Linked DNA regions of Columba livia: region 1 is linked to region 2. The links are chromatin contacts, called in public Hi-C maps. All regions are on one chromosome and are shown on one strand. The core of a region is the stretch at or near the end of the contact, and the rest is flanking DNA. Distances in the headings are between cores, read along the strand shown. Region 1 holds the start of SUDS3 (SDS3 homolog, SIN3A corepressor complex component). Region 2 holds the start of TMEM233 (transmembrane protein 233).

What was found. A called contact is a pair of places that touch in the nucleus more often than the background predicts.
Region 1: a contact with region 2 is called in a Hi-C map of crop, with 3 times the contacts expected there. The contact joins the promoter of SUDS3 here to the promoter of TMEM233 in region 2. A contact is called at or near these places in 2 of 2 Hi-C or Micro-C datasets (crop and liver).

What each region holds. Positions count from the first base shown.
Region 1 is chr17:10,801,119-10,806,978 of bColLiv1.pat.W.v2, forward strand. It overlaps SUDS3 (SDS3 homolog, SIN3A corepressor complex component), which reads right to left and starts at 3,340. Exons shown (of 12, transcript XM_021284455.2): 1 at 2,794-3,340; 2 at 1,473-1,542; 3 at 482-537; 4 at 3-74. The coding sequence starts at 2,959. LOC110357220 (a long non-coding RNA gene) reads right to left here. Exons shown (of 2, transcript XR_002410753.2): 1 at 5,812-5,860; 2 at 5,399-5,577.
Region 2 is chr17:10,617,374-10,622,553 of bColLiv1.pat.W.v2, forward strand. TMEM233 (transmembrane protein 233) reads right to left here and starts at 2,978. Exons shown (of 7, transcript XM_065033804.1): 1 at 1,437-2,978; 2 at 1,252-1,326; 3 at 301-362. It overlaps CCDC60 (coiled-coil domain containing 60), which reads right to left. Exons shown (of 13, transcript XM_065033780.1): 13 at 3,204-3,508. The coding sequence ends at 3,310.

The sequences.
Region 1 (5,860 bases), core at 2,090-4,589, 180 kb after region 2:
ACCTGCATTTCGTATCCTTTCTTTGTACTGCTGGTCCAACTTTTTCATTCTTTTCTGATATTCCTGAAGAGTACCTACGAGAAATAAATTGTGGACTCCTGCTCGAACTTTCTTTTTTTCCAAGAATTAAATTTTCTCAAGGAGCCAGACACCATTTGAAACACAAATAGTAACAACTGAAATCAGAAAACTACCGTTCTAGTTTGTTTATTTTGATAAGCATGTTCCCAGTGTTTTCAGAAAGCAGACTACTCCACTACTCCTTTTAAGAAACACTTTAGTACAGAGAGGCTTAACTACGAGTGTTCCGAGGGAAAAAGGATGGAACGTGGCTGATATTTTTCACTCAGCAGCACAACCAAGAGCCGCCATTCAGTGAAGGATCCTGTTTACATCTTTCAAAATCCTCATCCTTCTATGACCTTTGAAAAGTGCTGAAAATGGTTCGGGAAATAAAAAAGCTACCCTCTTCAATGCTCACCTTCCTGCAGTTGCTGTAATTGTCTCTTCAGAGATGCCAGTTTGTCCTGATACATCCTGTAAAGACAGACAGCAGGCAATTTGACTTCGAAAAACAAACGTACATCACTTATTTCACCATCTGTTGAGGTAGGTTACAGAGCATTCACACGGAACTAAAAACTTTTCAGAGGAATTTCAGGAAGCAAACAAACAACTCAAATATTATTCAAATGAAAGGTTATCGTTCTGTCTAAAAGCTCTGCCACCCCATTGATTTTACAACCCACCCAAGGTTGAGAGATTTGGGGGTGTTCAGCCTGGACAAGGTGCCAGGGAGACCTTATTGTAGCCTTTCCATACTTTAAGGGGTCCGATAAGAAAGATGGGGACAGACTTTTTAGCAGAAGATGTCCTTGTTTGTGGCAGGGGTTGGACTAGACAAGCTTTGAAGGTCCCTTCCAACCCAAACCATTCTATGATTATTAAAAAACTCCTGAAGTCTATTCCTGGTGTTGTTGCAAACTTGCATTTTTCTCACATATATGTGGTTTAACACAGGCCTTCCTGACACATATAAAAACTGCAAATACACCTAAACATCAAGGGAAACTAATTCGAGTCTCCAAAAAGCCCATCCTGTTGGACAGGACAAGCATTCTGTTGTTTAAGGGATTTTAAGAGGCATCCTGCTTTTTGCTTGGCTTATATAGAGCAGATCTTTTATTTTAAGGATCTGACTGCAGCAGGATTCATTTGCAGAAGAACTCTGCTCCTCCCAGAAATCTGTACCTATTTCTTTGGTCAAAACAGCAGCAGTGCTTAGTTTCCTGAATACATATAGAACAGAGAAAGTAACTGAACAGAGAATACAAGACTCATTAGCAATTACATTGGGCTAGGCACTTAAAAAGTCCAGTCTTGGCCCAAAATATTGCAAAGTTTTATGTAAACAAACAAACAAACAAATAAACAGAACTTTATCTTACATTTGATTAGAATGAATTACTTACTGTTCTTTCATTTCCACAAAGTCCTCTTCCTCATGTTTCGCCAGGTCTGTTTCACTGGCATCCTCAGTGTCTACACGAGGTAAAAATAACTTGTTACAACTAAAGAAGTACCAAAAAAAACCCCAACAAAGTAGTAAATTATTTAAAAGCAAACAAATCCCCAAACCTCAGGCAATTTAACCTCAAATACATAACCAGACAGGCCTCTAGAGAGGTGAATTCAGAAATGAAACAAACCGTCTTACCTCTTTCCTGCAAGCATGAATTCACCAGTTCACCTGTGTAAACCCTCTGGCAGTTTAGCAATGACATTTACATCAAATCTAAACAGCTTCAGTTTAAGATAGTCTGGTAATTTCTTCCCAGTTTAAGACAACAGGTTGTACATTAACACTCACAAAGACATAAACAGTCTAAAGATTCTGAAAAATATTCCAGACTCATTCCTGTGGTTCCACTCATGACAGAGCATACTGTATGGAAAACAATGACTGAACCAGCTGTAACTGATTCTGCATCTTGACCCGAAACAGCCCAGAACGAAAATACCACAACTAGATGCAGTTCAGGTTGACCACAAAGGTCTCACTGCAGGAAACAAAGTTTGTCAGCGGGATCTGAACTTGGCTTCCCAGCTCCACATCGCACTGAGCTATTTCAAAATCTATGAAGGACTCTGGCTGACAGAGCAACAACAACTGTTGAAGGGTCATTCTTCACCTGCCTTATTTGTTATTTTATGCATCACACAGCCCAGAATACTTTAGGTTTTACTTCCATTTTCTCTTCTCCACTGCTTTCCCAGTCCCTCTACAAAACCCCTCTGTCCTCAACGCTGTCTTGCACCCCTTACTTCTTTCCACACTTACTTCTACATTAAATACCCTCTTCCCTCTTGTCCCTTTACCCCACAGAGATATAACCAAGCTTCATACACCGCATTTCTCCACCGTTTTCACCCCGTTGTCTCATACGCTCCATCCCAGCTCCCGAGGCTCTTCCCGCCTCTTCTTCACCTGCAAAACCACTTCAAGCCCACCTCTCCACCGCTTCGCTTTTCTCCTGTCACACAGGGAACCGCAGCCAGCTAACAGGCCTCCTTTTCCTCCCATTTCCTCGCTGTCCCAGACCCTTTCTCCACCAAACCCCACTCAGGCCTTTCTTCCCCAAACGCGTTCCTCCCCCTCCTCACCCCCACCTCGCTGAGAGCTTCCCACCACCCCCCATGGGCCCCAGATGCCTCCGCTTCTCCCCCCTGCGCCAGTCCCCGCTCTCCCGGAGCACCAAAGCCCGTCCCGGTCCCGTCCGCCGCGTTACCGACCCTCATCGGAGTCGCGGGCCCGAGCGCTCCTGTCGCCGTCCTCCTCCTCGGCACTCTCCAGCTCCTCCTCCTCGTAGTACTCGGGCCCGGGGGGCATGGCGGGGGCGGGCGCCCCAGGCGGCGCGGGGGCGGGCGGCGTGGCGGACACCAGCCCGGCCGCGCTCATAGCGACAGGACGGAGCTGCCGCCCCGGGCCCGCGCCTCCGCCCGGTAACGGCGCCAGGACCCGCGCCGCCACTTCCGCTTCCTGCCGGCCGTCCGCCCGCCCACTACCGGAGCGCCACCGCCCGGCGAACGCGGAGGGCACCTAAAGGGGGTCCTTGGGGGGCGGTCACTGGCGGCGGGTTAAGAGTTCGAGTCCCGGCTCCTCCAGCAACTTAGACGGAGGTTGTGTCTGCCAGGCTTTACTTTTCACGGAGAGAAAGAGGGCTTTGTCTGCATCTCCGGAGACCTGTAGTCTTCCTTTTTGCCACCAGGATGAGCCCATATGCCGTGAAATGCCTGTGCTGCAGGACACGGGCATGTCACAGTGCTGCTGCTTGCCAGAGAGAGCAGGACCTCACGTGCTGGAAATAGATTTATTTTGTTTTTAGAAATTAGCAGGTGGGTTGGACTAGATGATCTCCAGAGGTCCCAACCACCCCAACCATTCTGTATTCCATACTCCCAGCAAGGCATGGTACTGTGATCTTGCCTTTACCCAGGTGGAACAGCTGCTTCACGCCAGTGAACACCAGTTTCCGTGGAAAAGGCGCCTAAAGCCATTATGGATACCTCATGTCTGCCAGACATAGGTCGTCCTCTTGATTAGCCACTGCTACAAAATTAAGGACCAAGATCTAGATCCTGGAGCAAGATTCACATGCAGGAACCGCTAAATACAAGATCCCACTCCATATAAAAATGCCTCCCATCAATATTTCAGGCTAAATATCTCATGTAGCCCTTTTCTGCAACTCTAAGTCACCTGTGAAGGATTAGTCTCATTGCTTCCAGCAGAGCCGCACTAAATGCCTACCTTAACCCTTGTGAGGTGTGTTCCTCAAACGTACAACTTAGTGACTCAGTGGGATACTATAAACATCTCATCAAGGGAAAGGAAATAAAATAGGTTTTATCTACTCAAACCCCCGGCAGCGCTTTTTCAAACTCACTGAACCGGGCGTTCAGCAGTCGAGAGCAGCACCAGGTCACACTCTTTGTGCTGAAAAGAACTGCAATAATGCAGTGTGCGCACTTTGCCTTCCTGTAGCTCACCCCAAAGATCTGTTTGCCCTGACTGACAATTTTTAACCGGGAACACCCACACGAAGTACACCTGATACCTTTTCACGTAAGTAAATATTACCCTTTACAGGAGACGAGGCTGAGACACAGCTAAAAATCAACACTAAACACTAGCAAGAGCAGTTCCCAGAGCTCCATATCCATTTGAGGGCATTTGGCTGTGCACATGGGAGACAGAATGGCAGAGCTATTTGTCACTCCCCCATTGCTGAGTAAAGCCAGGTGCAAGGGGTTATCAGCATTTTGGAAGGCAAACCTTTCCCTTCCTCCCCGCTCGGGCAGCGGTAGCTGGCAGGGCTGCCAGTGGCCACAGGGCAAACAGGAAAGGGTGTGGTGGCAGCTGCCACATCGCGTGAGCCGCCCGGGTGCCCACGCTGCACCCAGCGCCCTCAGGTTTGTCCTTTCCCTACAGACTCACGCCTGGCTTAAATTGTTCAGATAACTTTCCCGAAGTCATACAGTTAAAAATAGAGCTGGGACTGCCCAAAGCCCTTTCCCAGAACTAACCGGAGCCCTCTTAAAGCTTTATAAACACCATTTTCCTCTTTTCTTCCCCATTTCCTATCTGCACCTCTTCTATCTGTCCATTCACCCAGCTCCCCTGCACGCTCGGTTTGTCCTGCTGCGGGCAGCAAAACAGTTGCAAGCATGTCTGCACCGCAGCTGCCCTCCCAAGGTTAATTTATCCCATGTTACGCTGCCTTAGCACTTTCTGCTCATCCTAAGCAGATTTACACCCAGGAGCAGCCGGTCTCACACATCACAGAGAAGGCAGGTGCGTTTACTAACACTAGGGCACACAGGAACCCTTTGAACAGCAGGAGCTGCAAGCAGCAAATGAGTAAGAAACTGTGCACAGCTGCTGATGCGAAGTTTTTTAGCTCGTTCTGTGGTCAAAACTGGAATCTCGCCGTTGCTCCCTTCACACTAATTCCTCATGTTTAATATTAGCCTCCTGGAGACACCCTCTGCTGTCATCTCTCAGGCATTCAGTGGGAACCCAAGGGAGGAGGTTCAGCTTCCAGGAATGCCATGTTTCCCTGACAAATGCAGAAACTTAACTGTCTCTGCCCCAAAGAGCTATCATGGAAAGTTTAAATGTCTCTCTCAAGCTATTTTTCTTGGCTCATGTTTTCATCAAAGGTGTTTTTCTCACCACGACTCAGTTATTGTTTTATATACATTTGCTCTGTTTGAAGAAAGATTTCTGCCTCTTGCTTCATCGGCTTTTCACAGAGTAGCTGACACGGAAATCGCACTCACTGTGTTTTTCTTTTCAATTGTAAGAAACAGAGACAAGAAGGTTACAAAGCCCAACTTATAAACAGAGATCATGGTGGTTCATTTATTGCATGAATAAGATGACTGCAGCAAGAAAACCTGTAATACAGAACCACGGCCTTTGAAGAACAGAACAAACACCAACACCCTGAGCCTGGAACACATTACTTTCGAGCCTCTGTACCTTTAGTTTCAAAGGGCCACATGCTGATGGTCCTAGAAGAAAGTCCAGGAGGAAAACAACTGTCAGAAATTAGCAGAACGAGGCTGCAGGAGGCAGAAGATAAATCTCTGCTCCTTCAGCTCTGTTTGGCAAAACAATACTCAAAAACTCTCAAAGGATAAGCCACTGTGGGGCTCTACAATTACAAAGGAAGGAGTATTTGTCTCTAAATTCAGGGGCTGTAGGGAACCACAAAGCATTACAAGAACAGCATTATATCACCTTACCCTTTCTGCTCTGAGCTCTTCTTAATCCAGACCTCCCAACCACCGCTAA
Region 2 (5,180 bases), core at 1,728-4,227:
GATAGGAAATTAAGATTGGGGTATCTGAGAACTGTTCCCAGCTGCAATTCATTCTGTCACATCTTTTTTTCTCTTTGATTACTTTCTTTTGGTGCTTGGTCACCTTTCCTACTGGGAAGCATATTTTTATTTTGCTTCGTGTAGGCTTGCTGCATAACAAAAAGTACAGCTACAAACAGTGGCTTGAATAAAAGATCGAACTGCTGGTTACAATATGAGCCTTTGCACTTGTTGTAAGCACCTATTCTGATTTTACAGTAATCGACAGTAAACAGGGTCAATAAGAACTTTTCCACTAACCTTAACAGGATCTGGAGCTGGGCCCAAATATCATGGGGTTTGTTAGCCTGAGCTTATATCTTCTGCAATGATACAACAGCGAAATTTATTAAAACTTGGCAAATAGAATTGCTGTTATTAATGTGAGGCCAAATATAGATGCATCTCTTTAACATGCTGGCATGGTGCCATTAATATACAAGACAGCAGAAGAAAGTGGTGATACATGAAGCTGAAATTCCAATTAGAAAAATGTACCCTGATTTTTGAATAGCCCTACAATGATTGTGACATTTACTTACAATAAAAAAGCCTATCTCCAAGACAGACAGAGATGTTTGTTTTATAATCCCTATTTATAACATGCTGCTTTTTATGTTCAACATAAATCACAGTTGGAGTATTGTTGTTAGTATAATAGGATGGTTGGCTTCTTTTCTGCCATGACGAAATCTTTGCTGTGAAAAGAGCTTTGAGATGACAATTTCAGAACTGTTGTGAGGCAGAAGGGAAGGGTGAATGGTGAAACAGGCTTTACTTATTACTTTAGTTGATGAGTTTTCCTGTAATGCTTGTCAGCCCAATATCCAAGCAATTCTCGTGCAACAATAATTTTCTGCCCTGTTACTAGTGAGACCCAGGAAAATGTTCTTATTTCAGTTTCACACAGGTGTGATCTGAGGAGGGTGGGGTTTGGATGACATTGGGAACACATGAGGCAGCAAGAAACAGATCAAGATTCTGGCTGTGAATTCGTAGTCTGAGTTCCCCATACATCCCTTCAGTGCATGAAGTGACCAACCCAAGCTTGCACGGTGTGTTTTGGCTAACAGAATTTGTGAATGACTGGCCCACTAGCTGAAACTATAAAGGACCAGAACCTTTACCACACGTGCTGTTGACCTTGAGCAAATTGTTTAGACTCTTTGTGCATCCATCTCCAATGTTTTAAATGGGTGACTTTGAACCTACCTTGCAAGGGCCTACTGAAGTGGCGACTTGAAGATTGAGATGTTCAGGGAGAATATTTGGGAGAATTCAAGATATCTGCATGGGGGAAAACAAACAAACAAACAAACAGAACCCAAAATAAAAAAAAAAGAAACCCAAAATTTAAAAGAGCCTATGTATTTTTTTGTTTTAAGCTGGCTACGGACCTGTATCCTCTGTATTGTTTCAGTTCTTTATATTGGCAAATACTTGAGTAGGGTTGAGGATCTTGCCTGAGGAAATTAAGTTTGTCATGAAGCAGGAAAACAGAAGCTGCTACTTTGCTCCAGAGCAGCTCTTCTCCACCTTAGAGTAAAAGAAACACAATTTTTTTTCATTAGGCTGGTGCTGGAGGAGGAGAAAAAAATTATCTGCTTTCTAGAGGAGGAGTCCCTTTTGTAACCTAGTGGCAATAGGAGAAGAGCCATTGTCAGACAAAATCATACATAAGATATTTCATAATCCCACAAAAACATTAGAGACTCCTGACATTCAGCACTGGCATCCTGCTTTGGGAGCTCAAAGAGCTGCTCAGACATTAGCTAATTACATTTGGCACAATCATCTCATCTTACATGCAGGCAAACGCATTAGGTCACAGGCTTGATTGGTATGAAGTTCTGATTTTGGCAGCACGACGTCTGTACTCCAGCTGAGGACAAACCCCTTTGTTTCCATTTCTTATATGTAAGGAAAACTCACAACCTTATATCTGCAGTTCGATGTAGTGAGGAAGGACCAAGATGAAGGTTTCACCTTTTGTAACTACAATTCAACCAGGAGCTCCCAAGCTGCTAAATTAAGATTTTTTGTTTGCATGTAGTTTCAGCTGTTACCACAGGGTAACACAACAGCACCAACAATGAAACTTGACTCAGATCATGGTGAAATCATCTCAAAAGAAAGGCAGAATTGGGGTTTCTCAAAACACATGGAGGGCTGTAAGGAAGTTAAATAGAAGACAGTGAAGTTAAAGTCTCACAGGTCAGAATGAGACCTCATCCTGCTCATCTGGCAGAAGCAATACCACTGATTTCACTGGCCACTACATCAATCCTGCAGAGTTTTGGATGGAAGTTTGCCACTGATTTTGAGATGGAGGGGGAAAAAAAAGGCACAAACAGGGAAAAATATGGCTGCACTACCTGTACAAATGCTAGCTTATCACCAGCACACACATAATGAGAAAAGTGGGAGGACAACAGAACTTTAAGAGCTTACCTTTTTCTGATGGCTGTAAAACTAAAAGAAATCTGTGTTACTGGTTCTTTTCTTCAAAAAACATCTATCTCTTGATAACGAGGAAGGGGACAAAATAAAGCCATTAATCAATAACAGGTTACTGGTCGCTGTACTGACCTGGACCCTAAACTGGCTTTATTGTGTCTGAAGGATCAGCAGCATTTCTCTGCAATGGGTCCTCTGGAAGCTTTGACAGGCAGGTAAGCAGCTCATTAAGATCATCAGCTTCGAAGGTCAGTGGGTCACTGATTCCATCACCCAGCAATTGTGACCCACCATGACATATTAATACATGGTTAAGCCCAAACAGGTTCACAAAGGTCATGTATTTATCACTGAGTTCAGGGGCGTCATTCTACCATCTTACCCAGCAGAGTAATGGCAAACACAAGCTAAGGTAACGGGGGGAAAAACCCATATCTTCAGGTGAAAACCTGGGAAATGCATCTAAGGATGTTTGATTTTTCACTGCTGATTTTAATAGGGCAAGAATTAATCCATAATCACAGCCTACCTACAGAATAAACCCAATGCAAAATAATGTGTCTTAAAACTTACAACTACCCTGTGCTTGGGATATTTTTTATAAGGGAAAGCTTAAGTTAAGAGCAGAGACAATGCTATTTAGATGAGGAAAACAGTATATCCATACTGAGTAGATGCTTGTTTTGCAAGACATCTTACAGGAAGGAACAACAGTATTTAGCTTTTATTTTCTATGGCCAACTACAGCCAGTGGAGCACTGTAGAGGGACGAATTTCAGTTGTGCAAGAGTGGTTAGTGGGACTTCCTCAAGTTCACTCCCCTTCCCCAGTCTTTATTGAGACAAATCTCAACAGCCAGTAGTTTTCTGTTTGAGGACCATCGTAGCTGGAAAACCATCTCGTGACCATTTGATTAAATGGTAGAAGACTGTGCACTGAGACAGGCTGCTCTTGTCTGAAACCACAGACTGAAATCCTCTTCTGGCATCTGCACAATACTTTCACGTACAAACTGAAACAGAAAAGAGTTCTTTCCTGAGCTTTTGTTTAATGTGAGAGAGAGGGATAACGTGGGAAAATATGACCACTGTGACAACAGAACAAATGTAATGGCTTCTGCAAACAGTTAGTATAGTGCTTTATATCACCAAAACATTTTTAATACAACTTTCAGAACATCTGGATATGCTCTAACAGGACTTAAAGACAAAACTCTACAATCTTCATTGCAGTTTATATCCCGAATCCTTCCAGCTCAAGTCTCTGTGTTTTAAACTTGCAGCTGTCTTCTACCTACCATTGCAGTACATATATTAAAGCAACTTGAAGTTAAATAAGAACTTCATCTGGAATCTCTACCAGTATTAGCCAGTATTCAGTGATGATCTTCTTTTTCCTAAAATGCAACAGTTTCCTTTATCTATTCCAGTCAGAAGGAGCACCAAGATCCTCCTTCCTCTAAGGCTGTTTTTGAAAGATGTATAAGTAAGTAGAGAGTAGATTTGGCTATGCTCACGCTTTTCTCTATTACTATTGCACTAATATGAGGGATCAAAGTGCAAAGGGAACATAATAGAAGCAGCAAAGAAATCAATCTAAAAAGAACAGCAAACCACAGAGACATTCATTGAATGTTAAGGCACAGCTGTCTCTCTGGTTAGTGGCTATGCAAATTAGGGCACAAGAGAAAATGGCTCTTTTAAAAAGATATCAAGAAAATACAGGCAGTCTGATCTTGACATGTTGGGTGCTAAAATTTAGCCTTTGTAAATCATGATAACACTTGATATATGCGAGATGCACAGTAACCTGCTACCTTTCAAAAATTTCTGTTAGTCTTGAACATTAGGGTAAACAACTGCGATGAGACCAAAAAACACAAGGTGGCATCATTGCCATTTTTTTTAAAGTAAGCTACCTGGTTAGACTACACATCAGTACACATTCTAAGTGTATTCTCTTTCTTGTGTCCTTCCTCTTCTGCCAATTGCTTCTAGAGCTACAAGAGTTGAGCCCAACTTAAGATCTGGACAAGCAGATTTTAGTAGTTTTTTTTAGTGTTGCTGAAGGAAACAAAGATATCTGCAGAGTGCCTGAATCCGTGATATAATACATTACTTGAATTGCTCATGGATATAACTAACTGGGAATGACAGGCCTTTTCTCTGCAAGTATCCTAACAGTTTATGATAGATGCCACTTTCACTGTGGCAGTAAATAAATCAAATGACATAATAATAAAATGATATTGGTTATTAATCCAATGCATGTCATAACATCTTTCTTCTGCGGAGTTCAAAGTGCCTTGTAAAAGGTGAATACATCTTCATTTAGTGAAATCCTAAATGATTTAATCTTGCAACTTTCCACTGCATGAATTTTACCCATAGACACCAGCTCTCCCCAGCCTCATCACACAGAGAATCACGGACTGGGTTCATCTCACCTCCACAGCTGCAGCAATTTCTGGAGAACACAGCTCCCACACCTGGAGATCAGCCAGAGCCTTAAGAAAGGCATCTGGTTCAATTTTCAAGTCAGGATTCTTGCCATATTTTTCTAGTTTCTTTAAGATTTTATGTACACAGTGGTCACTCTTCACAGACTCTGGGAGCCTGGCAAGCAATTCAGGAAGCCTTTAGCAGAAAGAAGAACAGCAATAAAAGAGAAGCCATGGGAACAAA